5 separate regions of the Mus musculus genome follow, and all the other regions are linked to region 1. The links are chromatin contacts, called in public promoter capture Hi-C maps. All regions are on one chromosome and are shown on one strand. The core of a region is the stretch at or near the end of the contact, and the rest is flanking DNA. Distances in the headings are between cores, read along the strand shown.

The links. Promoter capture Hi-C pulls out the DNA fragments that hold promoters and counts their contacts.
Region 2: a contact with region 1 is called in a promoter capture Hi-C map of liver, with 5 times the contacts expected there. The contact joins the promoter of Armc8 here to the promoter of Mrps22 in region 1. A contact is called at or near these places in 16 of 39 promoter capture datasets (the 3T3-L1 cell line, 3T3-L1-derived adipocytes, the C10 cell line and 12 more), 5 of 484 Hi-C or Micro-C datasets (CD4 T cells, CD8 T cells, LSK cells and 2 more), 4 of 115 datasets of contacts at active chromatin or transcription factors (bone marrow-derived macrophages, memory CD8 T cells and thymic regulatory T cells) and 3 of 9 other capture datasets (adipose tissue, liver and macrophages).
Region 3: a promoter capture Hi-C map of hippocampal neurons shows a contact between it and region 1, with 4 times the contacts expected there. The contact joins the promoter of Mras here to the promoter of Mrps22 in region 1. A contact is called at or near these places in 7 of 39 promoter capture datasets (the 3T3-L1 cell line, cranial neural crest, frontonasal cranial neural crest and 3 more), 2 of 484 Hi-C or Micro-C datasets (reprogramming fibroblasts and uterus), 2 of 115 datasets of contacts at active chromatin or transcription factors (bone marrow-derived macrophages and stem cell-derived neural progenitor cells) and 1 of 9 other capture datasets (adipose tissue).
Region 4: a contact with region 1 is called in a promoter capture Hi-C map of hippocampal neurons, with 3 times the contacts expected there. The contact joins the promoter of Esyt3 here to the promoter of Mrps22 in region 1. A contact is called at or near these places in 7 of 39 promoter capture datasets (cranial neural crest, frontonasal cranial neural crest, hippocampal neurons and 4 more), 3 of 484 Hi-C or Micro-C datasets (nephron progenitors, reprogramming fibroblasts and uterus), 4 of 115 datasets of contacts at active chromatin or transcription factors (embryonic limb bud, forebrain, neural tube and 1 more) and 3 of 9 other capture datasets (adipose tissue, embryonic stem cells and liver).
Region 5: a promoter capture Hi-C map of erythroid cells shows a contact between it and region 1, with 7 times the contacts expected there. The contact joins the promoter of Pik3cb here to the promoter of Mrps22 in region 1. A contact is called at or near these places in 10 of 39 promoter capture datasets (the 3T3-L1 cell line, embryonic stem cells, erythroid cells and 6 more) and 3 of 484 Hi-C or Micro-C datasets (CD4 T cells, Th1 cells and regulatory T cells).

Annotation. Positions count from the first base shown.
Region 1 is chr9:98,600,235-98,603,355 of GRCm38.p6, forward strand. It overlaps Mrps22 (mitochondrial ribosomal protein S22), which reads right to left and starts at 1,445. Exons shown (of 8, transcript NM_025485.3): 1 at 1,239-1,445. The coding sequence starts at 1,410.
Region 2 is chr9:99,567,482-99,570,602 of GRCm38.p6, forward strand. It overlaps Armc8 (armadillo repeat containing 8), which reads right to left and starts at 1,418. Exons shown (of 22, transcript NM_028768.3): 1 at 1,121-1,418. The coding sequence starts at 1,165.
Region 3 is chr9:99,435,209-99,438,329 of GRCm38.p6, forward strand. It overlaps Mras (muscle and microspikes RAS), which reads right to left and starts at 1,504. Exons shown (of 6, transcript NM_008624.3): 1 at 1,102-1,504.
Region 4 is chr9:99,357,050-99,360,170 of GRCm38.p6, forward strand. It overlaps Esyt3 (extended synaptotagmin-like protein 3), which reads right to left and starts at 1,481. Exons shown (of 23, transcript NM_177775.3): 1 at 1,002-1,481. The coding sequence starts at 1,340.
Region 5 is chr9:99,138,767-99,141,887 of GRCm38.p6, forward strand. It overlaps Pik3cb (phosphatidylinositol-4,5-bisphosphate 3-kinase catalytic subunit beta), which reads right to left and starts at 1,445. Exons shown (of 24, transcript NM_029094.3): 1 at 1,225-1,445. It also overlaps the pseudogene Gm2773.

The sequences.
Region 1 (3,121 bases), core at 195-2,694:
TGTCCCAGTTAGGGTTTCTATTACTGCAATGAGTCACCATGGCCATGAGCAAGCTGGGGAGGAAAGGGTTTGGCTTACACTTCCACAGTGTAGTCGTCTATCGTTGAAGGAAGTCGGGACACAAACACAAGTTGCCCAGAGGCAGAAGCTGATGCAGAGGCCATGGAGGGGTGCTGCTTACTGGTTTGCTCCCCCTGCTTTCTTATAGAATCCAGGACCACCACCAGCCCAGGCATTGCACTACCCACAATGGACTGGGCCCTCCCACCTCAAACACTAAGTAAGAAAATGTCCTACAGCTGGATCTTATGGAGGCATTTCTTTCCATTCAGATAACTCTGGCTTGTGTCAAGTTGACACAAAACTAACGAGAACGTTTCTTTGAAGACCAAACTCCTGTGTTTATTCTCATGGTCACCCACAAGCTCCAGTAACTATATACATGCTCAGCACTACACTGTCTTGAGACAAGCTCACGCACCTGCTCGACTCTAGTGATCGTTTTTTTACTCCAGTGCGCCTCAATTTGTATCTAACTGTATACTGACCCTGGAATAACAAAGACATCTCAACTTCAACACAAAACAAGCAAAATTCCGCCTCCTTTCCCGTTTTTTAATTTTCATTTTACCGAGTCATCAATCCAAACTCAAAAATCAACCACATAAACTGTTTCTACCATTAATGTTCTCTAGCTTGCCACGAGTCTCCATTCAACTGCTTACCATCAAAACCTGGACACTTACTTAGACATTATCAATCCTAACTCCAAAATACGTTCCCCCAAAATACCAGCGTTCAGTTTCTTCTCTATACCTCTGCTTATTATGGTGTCCTCTTGTTCTTTTAACCTTAGCATGGTTAGCCTGGTGGCAGCGTTGCCCGTATTTTCCCTGGGATTCATCCCTATGCGTCCAACATAGTTTGAAAGGCAGCTAAGTGCTTTCCGCCCCCCCCTCCCCCCATGCCCGACGTAGCCTGGATCACAGAACTCTGCCAATCGCCACTGGGATAACAGAGTCCAGGTCAACCCTACAGCATGCCCCAAGCTAATGTAGTGTAATGCTTTGCAAGGGGCGGCACGCAAGCACTAGTGACTGAATGAATGAATGAATGAGGACTTAGATAAGTTCTGCAAGGACGGACGGAAGCCGCACGCAGTCTGACAAGCCGCCTTCACTCGTTAGAGCAAGCTCTAAGTTTCCCGGGCGCTCAGCAGAGTTCTGGCGGTCACTCACCTGCCTCGGAGCTGAGCAGGCGGCGAGGCTGCCCCACCTCGAATGGCTGGGGCCGCGTCGCGAGCAGAGCATCGGGGTGGCGCTGGGCTGTGGCCCGAGTACAGACCCGCCGTGCTCGCCGAGAGCCCAATTGGAACCTCCACAGCGACAACGGTGTTCTGACTGCAGCCATGATTACCAGACGCTCTTTGCGCCGGAATCGATAGAGCAACTTCCGGCTCGAGAGGTTTTTGTGCAGCATTCTGGGAAATGTAGTCTGGGTGGAGGCAAGGCGCCGCGGAAGCGTTTTAAAACTACTAAAATCTTTGTGCAAGCAAGGCAAGCACTGTATGGAATGAGCTATATGCCCCGCCCCGCTTCCCTCTTAGAGACAGTCTCTGCAGTCTTGACCTCAAACCCGCTGCAATCCGCTTTCTGACCTCTGATTACAGATGTGGGAATGAACTTTTTAAAGAATTTTTTTAAAGTAATTTTGTTTGTGTGTGCATGCGCATGAACTTGTATGTGGAGGTCAGAGGATAGCCTGGGAGAGTCGCCGCTCTCTTTCGACCCAGAGATGGAACTCAGGTGAAACTTGGTAGCAGGTATCTTTACAACCTGAGCAGGAATCTCACCAGCCCATTTACTTTTGTTTGTTTGTTTATAGTATTAGCTTTATCATTTGTATACAAGACATATACCACATACACACACATGCATACACACATAATACATACATGTTAAGAGTACATACATTAAGAAACAAAATAGTCGGGCGTGGTGGCGCACACCTTTAATCCCAGCACTTGGGAGGCAGAGGCAGGCGGATTTCTGAGTTTGAGGCCAGCCTGGTCTACAGAGTGAGTTCCAGGACAGCCAGGGCTACACAGAGAAACCCTGTCTCGAAAAAAAAAAAAACAAAAAAAAAACCAAAAGAAACAAAATAAGGGCTTGGAATTTAGCTCAGCACTAGAGTACTTGCCCTAGGTTCGGGTCCTAACAACACATGGGCACGTGCAACATCCCACCAACTGCTTATTCACAAGTACGTGTTTGAGTCTCTCGATGTGTGTACAGGTTTTTTGTTTTGTTTTTGTATTTTTTTCCTCTGTGCTCCTTTTCTCTTTTCTTTTTGGTTTTATGGTTCTGAATAATGAATGTGTATTGCCCTCCTAGACCTCTTCCCCCACTTGCGGGTTTAAATCCAACTGTTTGCAGTTCTTTCAAACTTTTCAAACGCACCCCAAATGTTTGTTCTTCATTCTGAATCCATAACCACCAATCACCTTATACCTTCCCTTCATCGGCCCTTCTATAATTTCTGGTCATTCTCCTTATTATCTGCTTATTTTTCTCACCACATGAAGGCTATGCCTATACATTATTATAATTTTACCTAGTACTGTTTATGTGCAGAACAAATACTTGTTGAATGAAAGAATGGATGGGTGGATGGATGGATGGAAGGATGGATGGATTGGTAAATGGATGGATGCATAGATGGATGGATGGATGGATGGATGGATGGATGGATGGATGGATCAATGGATGGATGGATGGATGGATGGATGGATGGATGGATGGATGGATAGGTGGGTGGATGCATAGATGGATGGATGGATGGATGGATGGATGGATGGATGGATGGATTGGTGGATGGATGGATGGATGGATTGGTGGATGGATGGATGGATGGATGGATGGATGGATGGATGGATGGATTGGTGGATGTATGCATGGATGGATGGATGGATGGATGGATGGATGGATAGATAGGTGGATGGATGGATGGATGGATGGATGGATGGGTGGGTGGGTGGATGAATGGATGGACGGATGGATGAGTGGGCACATGATTTCATTATATTCTTTTCTAGGTGACTAGGGAGTGCAATTCTTTTCCT
Region 2 (3,121 bases), core at 168-2,667, 970 kb after region 1:
CTAGTGCCTTTGAACACAAAAGTGTGTTTGTGTGAGAGTCAGGGAAGAGGAAAGAAACCGGTTGGAGTTGCAAGACTATAGGGAATCTGACAAGCCATCTATAATCCAACTGCCATCTCGGTAAGTCTCCACAGGTCTAAAAGATGATTCTTTGCCCGCCTATTTCTTTACTTCCAACAACAACTGAATCATTGGTAGGCTCTATTTGGAGTCCAACTGCTAAAATCTGTGGTCAAACCTCCCAGAGTTATCTCCCAACAACACTCATTCTTGTTCATTTCATTCCTGGTCCTGTTTTTTGTTTTTGTTTGTTTGTTTAAAGGACATTATAGCGGAAGGCGAAAGTCGCCTTCTTTGCTTTTTGTTGTTTCTTTTTAATTTAAGAAAAAAAAAACCCTGATATTTCTTCTAGGTATATCAATACGTTCCCTTCTTTCAAATACTGGGGGAACCTATTCTTTTTCATTCCGACTTTTTGGTCCCTCCTAAAATGTTTTGCTCTCCCTAAAGAAAAATCAAACACCGGACATTAGAAACATAGTTTCTCTAGTCTCGGAGCCCGGACCTCAACAGCAGAGCACAGCAAAGCGGTTTAAATAACCATACACAATAGCGCGAGTTGCAGCTGATGTGAAAACCTCCATTGCCAAGAAGCAAGCGGTGTTGGCAGGTGCCCTGGTGGTAGGGACTTGACAGAAGACGCACAGCCCTGGTCTGGCAGCTCTGTGCTGTGGCAGCTTAAGAGTTCGCACCTCTTCTAGCCACAGCCCTGGAGAGCGAAGTGGACTCTAGGTTCCAGGCCTGTCCTGAACCCTCGCAGGCAGCGAGCTCCGTCCCGAGAAGCAACAGCGCAGGGAGGAAGACGGGAGAAGGCTCGGCCAAACCCAAGCCGCGCCCATGGGCCGGCTGCCTGGAGCCCGACCTCCCCGCCGGCCGAACGGCCGCCGTCCTGGGAACCCGCACCGGTGGGAGCTCTCGAGTAGGAGACGCCTCCGACTCGGCCCGGGTCGCGTGCATCCCAGCTGAGGCCACCGCAGTGGGTGGTGCTCGGGAGGCTCAGGGCGCCGGGGTAATGCTGTGGGCAGGACCGGGGTTGCCCCGCGCCGGGCGGGTCACTCACCGAGAGGACGCTCATGCGGATTGGGGTCTCCAACAGGCACGCCATCTTGAGCCTTCCCACCCGGCTGCTGCCGGCGCCGGCGCGCGGCCGGCACTTTCGACAGCCACCTATGTGACCTGCAGCCGGAGCCTCTGTAGAAAGCCCAGGCAAGCTGCCCAGAACAGACCGCGCCCCAGGCGTCGCTCGAGCACCGAAGGGGCTGGGCAGAAGGGCGAGGGATTGGGAAACCGCGCCGGACCCCGGCTTACGAATCGTCCTCTCAGAAACAGCAGCTACTCTCGGCTGGGGTCAGAGGTGGGCGCGGGCAGCGGCCTCCGCATGCGCAGAAGCCTGCCTGCCCCACCTTCCGCGGGTGGGGGGCGGAGCCTCACCCTGGCTCGACGAGCTGTCCGCACTCTTAAATTTCAGTTTACAGGTTTTCTTTCCTAACCGCTAGTAGGTGGAGTTACTATCTACGGAGTCTGAAGTTCACTTTCACATTCATTATCTCACTCTACACCATTCCCTAGTTTCAGTATTCTCTCCCTCTTAAAGCTGGAGAAACTGGTCTCAAAACTAGGTCTTCTGCCTGCAATGAAAATCGCCTCACGCTTCAACAGTTAACTATGACCTGCTTTATTTAGCGTTGCGTGCCCGACCCACTTACTCTGGTATATTGGTAAGAACGGGTTCTCCACAGCCAGGACGCCTGGATTTAATCCTAGCTGCTTTTCGTTAGTGCCAATATTTTGGAAAGGTTCTTAGCCTCTTTATATTTATTTCACTTCTCCCGACTGTAAAATAAGGACTAATGAGAATAAATGGCCCAATAAACAACAACAACAACAACAAAAATGCCTGGAATGTGGAAAGCCTTACGTTGTCTGTGTGTTAGAATTATTTCCAGCCTTTAGGTCAAATGGGGGATGGAGAATTAAACTATGTGAATGTTTCCTACTAAAATATTCTGAAAGTAAAGCCATCCCTAATTCAGGTTGTTACCTCAACTCCACTCACCTCCCAGTGCTCTTTAAGTAAAAGCATATCTCTCCCATTGTTTCTCATTTCCTCCTGTACTTTAATGTCTACATTTATTGTATCACTTATCACCCTTGCTTATAAGTCTCTTACAAAGTGTTGCACTTCTGAAAGCCTGGAAGTTTAAGAGAACCCTGGTGCTGTAGCGGTATATCCTAAGCTCTGTAACTACAGTCTTTCCCACTCTTTACACAGGAATTATTACTCATTCAGTAATTTTATTTAAAGCCAGATTGAGCCCATTTAAGATTGTTAGCCTTGTCCTAAATCAAGTCTGTGAAATCAAATGTGTTGTATTCTTTTTTATTCTAGTACATATTACCATTCATAAATACATTTAAATGTTCATCTGTCCACCCATGTAACACCTAAAATCACGTCCTAGTATGCCTGCTACAACCAGGCAAATTGTAATTGTATATAGCACACAAAAGCATTGACAATTGTACAATAGTCTCTATATGTGTGAGCTATACCTCACCCAGAAACTCGGGCAATACATCTTCTAGGAAACCCCTCCCTCGAGGAAGAACTAGGTGACTCTCCCAACTCCATATATTTTCTTTAAAATGATTTTTCATTTATTTATTTATTGTGTGTGTGTGTGTGTGTGTGTGTGTATGTGGATTCACACATGTCCTGGCCAGAGGACAGCTTAGGAAGCAGGTTCTCTCGTTTCATCTTAGAGGTCCAAGGATCAGAGTCAAATCATCAGATTTAGTGGCAAGAGGTTTTACATTTTGAAACATCTCCCCAGCCTGCATCATGATTCCTTAATTTCAGGCATCAGTATGTTCCTGTAACATAATATCTCTAACAATATATTGCTTTATATATGTGTGTTTGTGTATGTGTGTGTGTTGATTATAGAGGTTTGGGAAAAGTAACTTTATACTAGTCATTTCAGGGAGACTACAAAAATTTTATCATCTTGGTTTTTTTTTTATCTTAATGCCTACCATAGGCATGTATTAAATGTTTGTT
Region 3 (3,121 bases), core at 254-2,753, 840 kb after region 1:
ATCCCCGAAGAAACACCACGGCCTGAAACATTTTCAGCCCCAGTCAGCAGGGACATGCAATTTACAGGAAATAAGAAGGTTTACGGAATGTTAGCAGCTCAGATTTCTTCTCTGGGAAAAGGGGCAGGAGAAAGTCTACGAACTGCTTCAGTGAAAGTGCTTTGTTCACAGCTGAGCCCTTACATGCGTCAGTTGTTAATATACATAGCTGCCACCCCACACTTCAACCCACCACTGCAGGACGTGCGGACTGGTACACTAGGAATGTACAGTGCAGGCTGCACAAGCCTTAAACGTCAGCATCTTAGAGCCTCACTCACAACAGGCCAGAACAGACACGGGGTCAAAAGCACAGGCATAGGCACAGTCCTGGGTAGGTTAACGTCCCACTTCTCCCATCTTTCTGGAGGCGTCCTGTCTGAAGATAGGCAAATTCCCATCAAGTACCAGGGCTTTGTAAGCTTTGCTTTAAGCATTCTCCGCTCACTCCTCGGCCAGCCAGACCTCTGGAGGCCACAGTTTTGAGCGTCATCAGTCAGTCTCTATAATTTGGTCCAGAGAATCAAAAACACCATTGTAGCCCAAGAAGGTTCCCCACCATCAGGAGCTGCCCCAGCGCTCAGGTCAGAGTTCAGGTGACACGGTCTTTGTCCTATTCTCCAGACTGCACTCCGTCCCCAAGGCACCTCAGCTTTGCAGGGGGTTCTACCGTAATGTCAAGGGCCCACTCTGCTCTTCTGAACAGTCGTCTCTCTGACCTAACCCTGGCGTAGGGGCACTTGAGCTCTCCCACTGACCACACTAGACTGTCATTCAGTTTGTGCCCTGCTTTCCAAGCAGAACAGGATTTGGCATGGAGCCTGACACATGATGGGCACCGGGCCGCATCAGTTTAACGAGCGCAGGCCCCAGTGGTGACCAGAGAGCCAGCCCAGCAACCCGAACCCAGGACGCAGTGAAGAGTTGTTTATGAAGAAAGCGGTTTTGTATTATCCACATGAATGTACCACCTCTCCGTAGATCTTTAACCTGATTTACGCCATTTTAAGCCAGGAGAGCCCCTACCCGACCCCGCCGCCCACCTCCCTGCCGAGTCCTTACCCGGGCAGCCGAGGAACCCCAGGATGACTACAATCAAAGGAGTCTGTCTAAGCGGCGGCTAGGCCCTTCCCACTTGGGTCGGAGTGGTGAGCGACTTCTCCGCTGCACACCGTTAAGCCAGAGCCGGTGGTAGGGGGCAGAGGCCACGCACAGCCGGAGCCCGCTGCCCGGGTGCAGCCGGGTGCAGCGCAGCGCAGCCCGGCGAACGCGGAACCGGCCACACCTCCAGCCCCGGAACGGAACAAAGCGCCCGGCGGCCTCCTCCCCTCAGGGTTGCCGGGCGGCTCGCCGCGCGCTCCCGCCGGGGCTGGGCTCCCGCCCTGGGCCACCGCCTCCTCGCTCGCACCGGGAGGAGGGAGCGCCGCGCCCGCCGGGCCCCGCGCCGCCGACTGACGGCTCCGCGCCAGCCAGCCCGGCCGCCGCCGTCCCCGCCCCGCTGACGCCTTAAAGCGACCGCGCACCCCGCGCCTCGGGAGCCTTCCGAGTGGCTGCGACGACCCCCAAACGGCACCACTGTGGGCATTGGGACAGCTGGCACCGGGCAAGGGTCCCCTCGCCTCCACTCACTCACCACACGGATCTGCAGTCTGTGAGCCGCCGATAAGCCTAGGACACCTAAGGGGAATTGGCCCCGGGCGGCTTTAAAAGAGCTGTAGGTTCAATCTTTAACTCTTCGGGCTGCCAACTTCGGGACCTGCGGACGCCTCCCCAGTCCTTAGAAGAGTCCCGTCGCTTCAACCACGTCCCGAGGACCCCAAGATTCCGAGGGCCTGCTGCTTGCTTTAGCTAGGTGCCAGATTCAGGCCTCAAAGTTCTTGAGAATTAGCCAGCGACCTGGATAGGAGGCGGCGGCGACGTTCGCACACCATTTAGCTCTTCCATTGGGTTGGAGTCATTCCCTACTCCCTATCCCCGGCTTTCCCTTTTACAAGACTTGAGATATGATCACATAACGCTGAGTATATGCTTTTAAAGGCGTACGTTTCAGTGGGGTTTTGGTATAACAAAGTTGTGCGACCATAGTTATTTATCTAATTCCAGAACATTCGGGTCACTACTCCTTTCCCCAATAAATTAAAAGAAAAAACCTCTGTGGGTAACCTCTCCCCATTCTTCCCCCCTCCCAGGCTCTGGAACCCTCTAATCTGCATTTCAGCCTCGGTGGATTTGCCTATTCAGAACATTCTATATAAATGGAGTCATACAACATGTGGTCTCTGTGACTGGCTTCTTCCACGGTGTGTGCAGACTGGATGCACGTGGTTCCGCGTAGCCACACCTCGGCCAGACTCATCTCCCACTGTGTGTATAGGAAGCATTTGTTTAGCCTTTCCTCAGTCGATGCTTACCTACTTTCCCCCTTTCTCTCGGTGTGAATAAAGTGCTAGTGTTAAAAGTCTTTATGTAAATACTGTGATTCCTCTTGGATACATACACCTCCAGCGGAATTGCCGGGTTGACTGGGGAACTCTTTCGGGGGCATATATCTGTTTCCAACGCAGCCATAGCATGTTACACTGGCACCACTCACGTGTGTGCGGGGACATAAGCATGCACCTGTGCATGCGTACAGTTGTGAGGACAGGACAACAGTGGGTGTTACCTTTCGGGTGCCTGTCACCATTTTGCTTTATTTTGATCTTTGGTTGGGGTGTGGTTGTTGTTGTTGTTTCTTTTGAGGAGTCTCATTGGCCTTGAACGGCTGAGTAGGTAGAGCTACAAGCCTAGGGGACCTCAACTTCTGCCTCCCTTCCCAGGTAGGGAGGCCAAGACTTTAGACACAGCCTTTGTTTCCATTCTTGTTCTTGCCAACACTTGTAATTGTGTGTCTTTCAGATAATTGCTTCCCTAGTTGGGAGTGAAGTGGCCTTTTGTTCTACATCTCAAAGCTTCTCTCTCTCTCTCTCTCTCTCTCTCTCTCTCTCTATCATTTTTGAGGACATTCTTTTGCAAATGAGCCTTGAAGTCTTGGACCTAGCTTTACTTGTAGCTTTACTTATACGGGACTGCCTGCTATTTT
Region 4 (3,121 bases), core at 231-2,730, 760 kb after region 1:
GCACAGGTACACAGAGGGAAGTCAGAAGTCAGCCGCGGGCAGAAGAGAGAGAGAGATAGCAGACTCAGAATGGACCCCTAGATATGGTGATCTTGAACTAATCACCTACAGGATACTAAGTTTCTGTTGTCCAAACCACCACATCTGTGGTACTTTGCTGCAATGGCCTTAACAAACTACATACAGGCAAGACTTAATTTCCAAATGAGATTAATAAGCCATGCTAACGTTCTCTTCTCAATCACAGACAGGTGTGATGCTCATAGATTCAGCTGCGTTTTAGAGTTCAGGCCACACGCAAAACATTCAAGCCAGCCGAAATTAGGAGTCTGGGGGGGCCTCCGCATATCTCCCCTGGGAGTCTGAGATACAAGATACTCAGGGAAGCAGAAGCCTCCAGCTCCAGGGGGCAGATCTGTCACACACTAACCCTCTGAAACGGACTCCTTTGGTCAATGTTTGCGAAACATCCAATCCTAAACGTCCTTGTTCCCCACCCGAGGAATTAAGCTGGGGGTACAGATTTTGTTTTTACGTGAACCAGGTGGGGTTCTCAGGACCAGATGCATTTGAGAAACCATAGCCATGCCAACCGCCACCAGGAAGCGGGTTTGTCTCTGGACTACGAGTGTGCACACGGCCCGCTCAAGCCCATGGCATAAGAAGGGAGAGGACAGTGGTCCACGCAGTATCCCGGCTTGCTCTGCGGAGCACTCCTGCCAGCTCTCGGCTGAAGGCGACCAGAGCCCTGTGCTCCTGTCACTGCTGTATGTGTCTATATACGTGTCACGCCCTTCGCTAGTTCTTAAATCAACAGGCGGGTGGAAGAAGCGCCCTGTTTCCTACGCGAGCAACTTTGCGGAGTCCTGGACGCCCAGTTTTGATCCTGGGTGTGTCCCACCTCCGACTCTTCTCTGAAGCCCGGCCCTTGCGTGAAGACCCGGGAGTACGCCCCAGCTCCCCCCTCGGAAACCCACAGCCCTCCGCCGGGCCCGGCTTACCCAGGCTGGCAAATGCTGGCCCCGCAGCTCACGGCTGATGAACTCGCGCTCGTGCTCCAGGAATTCGAAGGCGGCCTCCAAGCGCCCCAGCTTCCCGCGGCGGTTCCGGCGCCACCACATCCAGAGCAGGGCGCCAAGCAGCAGCCAGGTGACGCTGAGCCCCAGGTAGCCCGCCAGGTAGACCGGTGCCAGGTAGAAAAGGACGCGCGCCACGAAGCTGTAGAGCTCGGGCAGTAGCTGGCCCGACAGGCGCGGTCCGGGGTCCCGCGAGCGCTGGCCTCTCTCCGGGACGTCAGGACCGCCGGGCGCGCTCGGGGCGCAGGGCTCCTCCGGCTGCATCTCGCTGTCGCCGGCTTGTCCTCTCTAGAAGCTTCACCCCAGCTCAGGTTGGTGCACCCCCTATGCCGGCGCACATCTGTCCTCAAGGCACGAGGACTCCGCAGCCGCGCAGCTCCTGCTCCGCCAGCCTCTCCAAGCTCTGAGCTCGGGTTCTACCAGCTCCGGACTGCGGAGTCTGGGCATAAGGCCAGAGGGGTGGAGCTCTGGCAGGCAGGGAAATCCGGAAGTCTCCGCCACCAGGGGCGTGCCCAGGTGAAAAGGGGCGGGGTCAACCCGATGAGGCCTTGAGGGCATCCTGGGATCCCACTGTCTGGCATAAATGTCAACAGAAGGGGTGCAGTTGTCATTTGGGGTGAGCTAAGCGTTACTCTTCACATCAACCCAACACGGGTAAACATCACCTAAAACCTGTTCCTTACACACAGTATCATCTGGACTTTTTGCGGGGTGTCCTAGGCCAGCACTGCGTTGGATCTGACCCAAAGTCTGGGACCACTCCCAGCTGGTCCTTAAAGCCTTGCTTTTCTCTCTTAAACTATTTGTTACTTAAGCCATCTGGACCCAGCTCCCAGCACAGTCAAACTGAGCTTAGGGACCATTCTCTACCCCACCCCCACTCCCATCCTCAGCGTCATTTTAAAAACCCTGTCTGCAGGGGAGTTGGTCAGTGCCTTTCCTTTCTGGGACTGGGAGCGTCCAGGAAACCGGCCATCTTCACTCATAGTCATTTACTCTCTCTTGGTGCACCCAGAGAGGGCAAGCGACCTGCGAATGGAAAAAGAAAGAGGAAGCCAGCCTTGAGGTGCTTCGGAATCTATGAGCCTTCTGCTTTCGTGTCGCCCAGGCCGAACGATCAGACCAAGAGAAGCAAGGCTCCGTAAATTCAGACAGTGACTCACCTTGCGGATGGCACAGATTGTAGGCGCCTATACAGGAGATCACAGAAATGGACGGATGGTGAGACAGAGTCAAGAGGAGAACAGGCCTGATTTGGGGTAATTTCATTCTCTTTCCACAATCGTTGAAAGGCTTAGCCCCATGAACAATCAAAAGATGAGTGTGTTCTCTTTCTTGCACCCTTCCCCGCTTCCTATCTCTTCCTCTGGATAAAATTACTTGCTGCAAGGGGTTGGAGAGATGGCTCCTCGGCTAGAACTCTTACTGCTCAAGCAGAGGACACTAATTCAGGTCCCAGCACATACAAGAGGCTCGCCAAGTTCAAATAACTCCAGCTCCAGGGGATGGTCTTGGATACCACATTCATACATATAATTTTAAATTAAGAATAAATCTCCAAAAACTTATTTATCAGAGTAAGGTTTTACAACAATGGGAATGCTGCCGGAGGTCAGAATACCTGAATCTCCTTCCTCTGCTCTTGGTCATCTTCTTCTCAGGCTACCCTGGGATATCAACCACAAAGCCCCTCCTTCCAAGTGCCTTTGAAGAGTCCGCTGCATTCAAATCTTACTAAAGTTTCTGAGAAGTCCTACAGACAAAGGCTGGTAAACAGAATTTAACCCTATGTTGCTCTAATGATTCCCTATGGAACCCATTCCTCAAGACATTTCTCTCTTGATTGGCGCAGCTCAACAGAAGCTAACAGGCTTCTGAGGCTATGTGTCAGGGACCCAGAGCTGTCTCCAGCAAGGCGAGGCAGAAGGAACACTTGGGATACACAGATCGAGATATTACCTGTCAGGGCTCTGCTCCTCACCCGAGTAGAATGTTGTCCCTTCCCGCCACTGTGCAGCCCTGCAGGAACAGGTCCTGGTTAGACT
Region 5 (3,121 bases), core at 195-2,694, 540 kb after region 1:
CCAAAGACAAGGGAGAAAGAGGCATGAATCAAAGCCAGCCTAGTCTATAGAGTGAGTTCCAGACCACTGAGGACTAACACCGCAAAGTTCTGTCTCAAAAGATCCATAACACCGCAAGGTTCTGTCTCAAAAGATCCAAAACAAAATAAAACAAAACAAAACAAAAAAACTTACAAAGCAGTACCAAGACCCGCAAGTGATAATGAACTCCTGGAAACTCAGACTCCTTGGAGATTTCATTACGACTGGTATTCCCAAACATCCATTCAGCACTTCAGAATAAATACTCATCTAATTTAATTATGATGACTTCACCAGACAGTAAGTAACACTGCCCACAACGATGTTTACAAAAGCACTTGTCACTCCCTTCGGATGTAGCAATGCAGGAAAAAAGGAGTATGTTTCCATACTCTTCCTGTGTTTATACTCTGTAACAAGTGACAATTTAAGTGTCACTTCAGATGGGTTAAATACCAAAGTAAGTCAGGTAACATGTCCCACCACCATCTTCCACGTTGTGTAAACTCTGATTCTGATAGGATTCTTAGCACTAATTCACTCCGTACCCAAGACAGGTTTCCAAGTCAGCCTTTCCAAGAGAGAAACTACAGAATTCTAGGAAGAGACTACAGAATCCTACTCTGGCCGCTGTAAGATAACAGGCTCCTTCGTTAAGCAACTCGAGTTGAGCTTATTGCAACACTAGAGCGGTTCGGAAATAAATTTGCCCCCAATACCAACCTCTAGGAAGGAACAAGCCAGAGCCAGCAAGGATGCTGCAGTGAGCGACTCCCAAAAGCTCCCGTCCACCGAGCACTTACAGCGAGGTTAGCACGGCCTCCCGCAATCCCGGGAGGTGAGTATTCACAGTTCCCGCTTCACGTCTCCTCGGGGTATTTCAGCCAAGGCCGCGCGGGACGGGTTAGCCGCAGCACCGGGACTCTGACCGGTCTGAAACCGGAGAGCCCGGAATCGTGCGGTGAACGCTGCGCCGAAACACCTGAGGGTCCGCAGCCGCCGGGCGTCCGCACCGACACCGGCTGGGCCGTGCCGCGCCCGCTCTCTCTGTGGTCGCCCACCGGGCGCCCTCCGCTGCTCGGTGTCCGCCGCCCGAGGCCTGGGCGCCGCGTACCTCGGAGCCCGCGCTCCCGCGGCCGAGCCCGGCAGGAAGCGCCCGCCCGAGCCGCCAGCGCCGCAGCCCGCGCCGCCTCCCGCGCTCACCTGCCCCGCGCGCCGCCACCGGCTCCCGATCCCGCAGCGCCGTCAGCAGCTCCCGCAGCCGTGCCCGCCTGGCTCCGACACCCGCATGCCCCGCTCCCAGTCTCTTGCTGCCTTCGGGGCTCAGCGCGACACCCGCCCACCGCCCACGACCATGGCCGGCTCCGTCGCAGCCGCTGCACCGCCCGACGGAGCACGCGCGCGCCACCGCCGTGCCCGCGCCTGCGCGAGCGCGCGCGCGAGCCTCCCGGGCTCTCCTCCCCGCTGCCCGGCCCCGCCCACCCTCTAGGGCCAATCCCCCGACGCCCGCCTCCAGGCAGCCCCGCCCACTCACCGCGCAAGCCCCGCCCCTCGAGGGGAGGCAGCACCAGCCTCGCCCTGTGCGGCTGTCGGTGCCGCGTTCCTACTGCGCTGCCGGCGCGCTGGGGTTGGCTCGCAGAGCACTGCGGTGTCTGCAGCCCCCAGCTCGCCGCCTTCGGGAAAACCTGCACCTCCCGGTTCCGCTTCTCCGCAGACTCCCCTTTGTTCCCACGGCCCAGCTGGCCTTCCATTCCCTGCGATGTGAACGATCATTTAGATGTAAAGAGTCCAGCCTTTGAAACACTTCTGTGTTCGTCTCTGCACCACCGCAGCTGACGTTTGGCTGCCAAACCTTACACTTCGCCCAGCGCTTTTTTTTTTTTTTCTCGCCTCTGTCTCCCTGCTGTCGGGAAATTTCATGGCTCTTTAGTGAGACGCTTGAATTTCACTTACTGTCAGCCAAACCTTGGGCGCGGCGGATAGAGCTCAGCGGTAGGGCACTCACATAGCCTAAGAGGTCCTGCGTGGGATACTTGTAGTCTTTTTGTTTACATATAGTAAACCTACTGTAACCTAACGCCACTCTAACAATTCAAGCAAATACTTAAGTAGTCTAGGATAGAATCTACAAGTAGAAGGAAAATGAGACAAGGTGTCAAAACAATAGTTTGATTCTGCGGATGTAACTAAGTGATTTAAAAAAAAAAAAAAATCAAGCGTGGTGGCTAATGCCTATAAAGCTCTGCATTCAGGACCAGAAGGCAGGTGCATTGCCAGGCCAGCTAGGTTACTTCCTGAGTTGCAGACTAGGCAAAGCTGCATAGCAGGGACCCTGTCTCAAAAAAAAAACAAAAACAAAAACAAAAAACAGAGGTTAACCTATTTCACCATGCTTGTACAAGTTTGGGGTTTCTACAAGTAATTTTATGTGGAGCTTTTGAGGCTTCAGCCCATTGCCAGTGGGACATTAAATGCTTAACCCAACTGTGAAGCCCAGGTCTTTTCAGATGTCTAATGAATAGAATTCCCCTTAATATTTAGCGAGCTCACAGCCAGAAATGTCAGTAAAGGACCTTCACACGTTGATCCTCGACCCTTGTACCAAGCTTCTTCCTTCCCCTCCACCACAAGGTCAGTCTCATGTCCACCACAGAAGCAAAAGTATCTTGCACTAGACTAGCAATGGCTTTCTGACCAAGCAGAAAGGGTTGGTGACACAAGCCAGGCTGGCAGATCTGTGAGTTGAGGCCAGCTTGGTCTACAGAGCAAGTTCCAGGAAAGCTAGGAGTACACAGAGAAACCTGGAGAGAGAGAGAGAGACAGAGACAGAGAGAGAGAGAGAGAGAGAGAGAGAGGCAGACACAGAGACAGACAGAGACACAGAGACAGAGAGTAAAACAAGAAGCTTGCCAAATACCTGTGAAGTTTCTGTGAATATCGGGGATGGAAATGCTAGAATAGGAATGTACTATGACAAAGAGTGGATCGAGGCCTAATCTTTACACTGTTCTTTGCTGATAGTATTGCTATGCAGTACTTGGAAAAGCTACTCTGGGAGATTAGACTGTACACCAGTGAGTTTCGAATCGTCTGTGTGTGA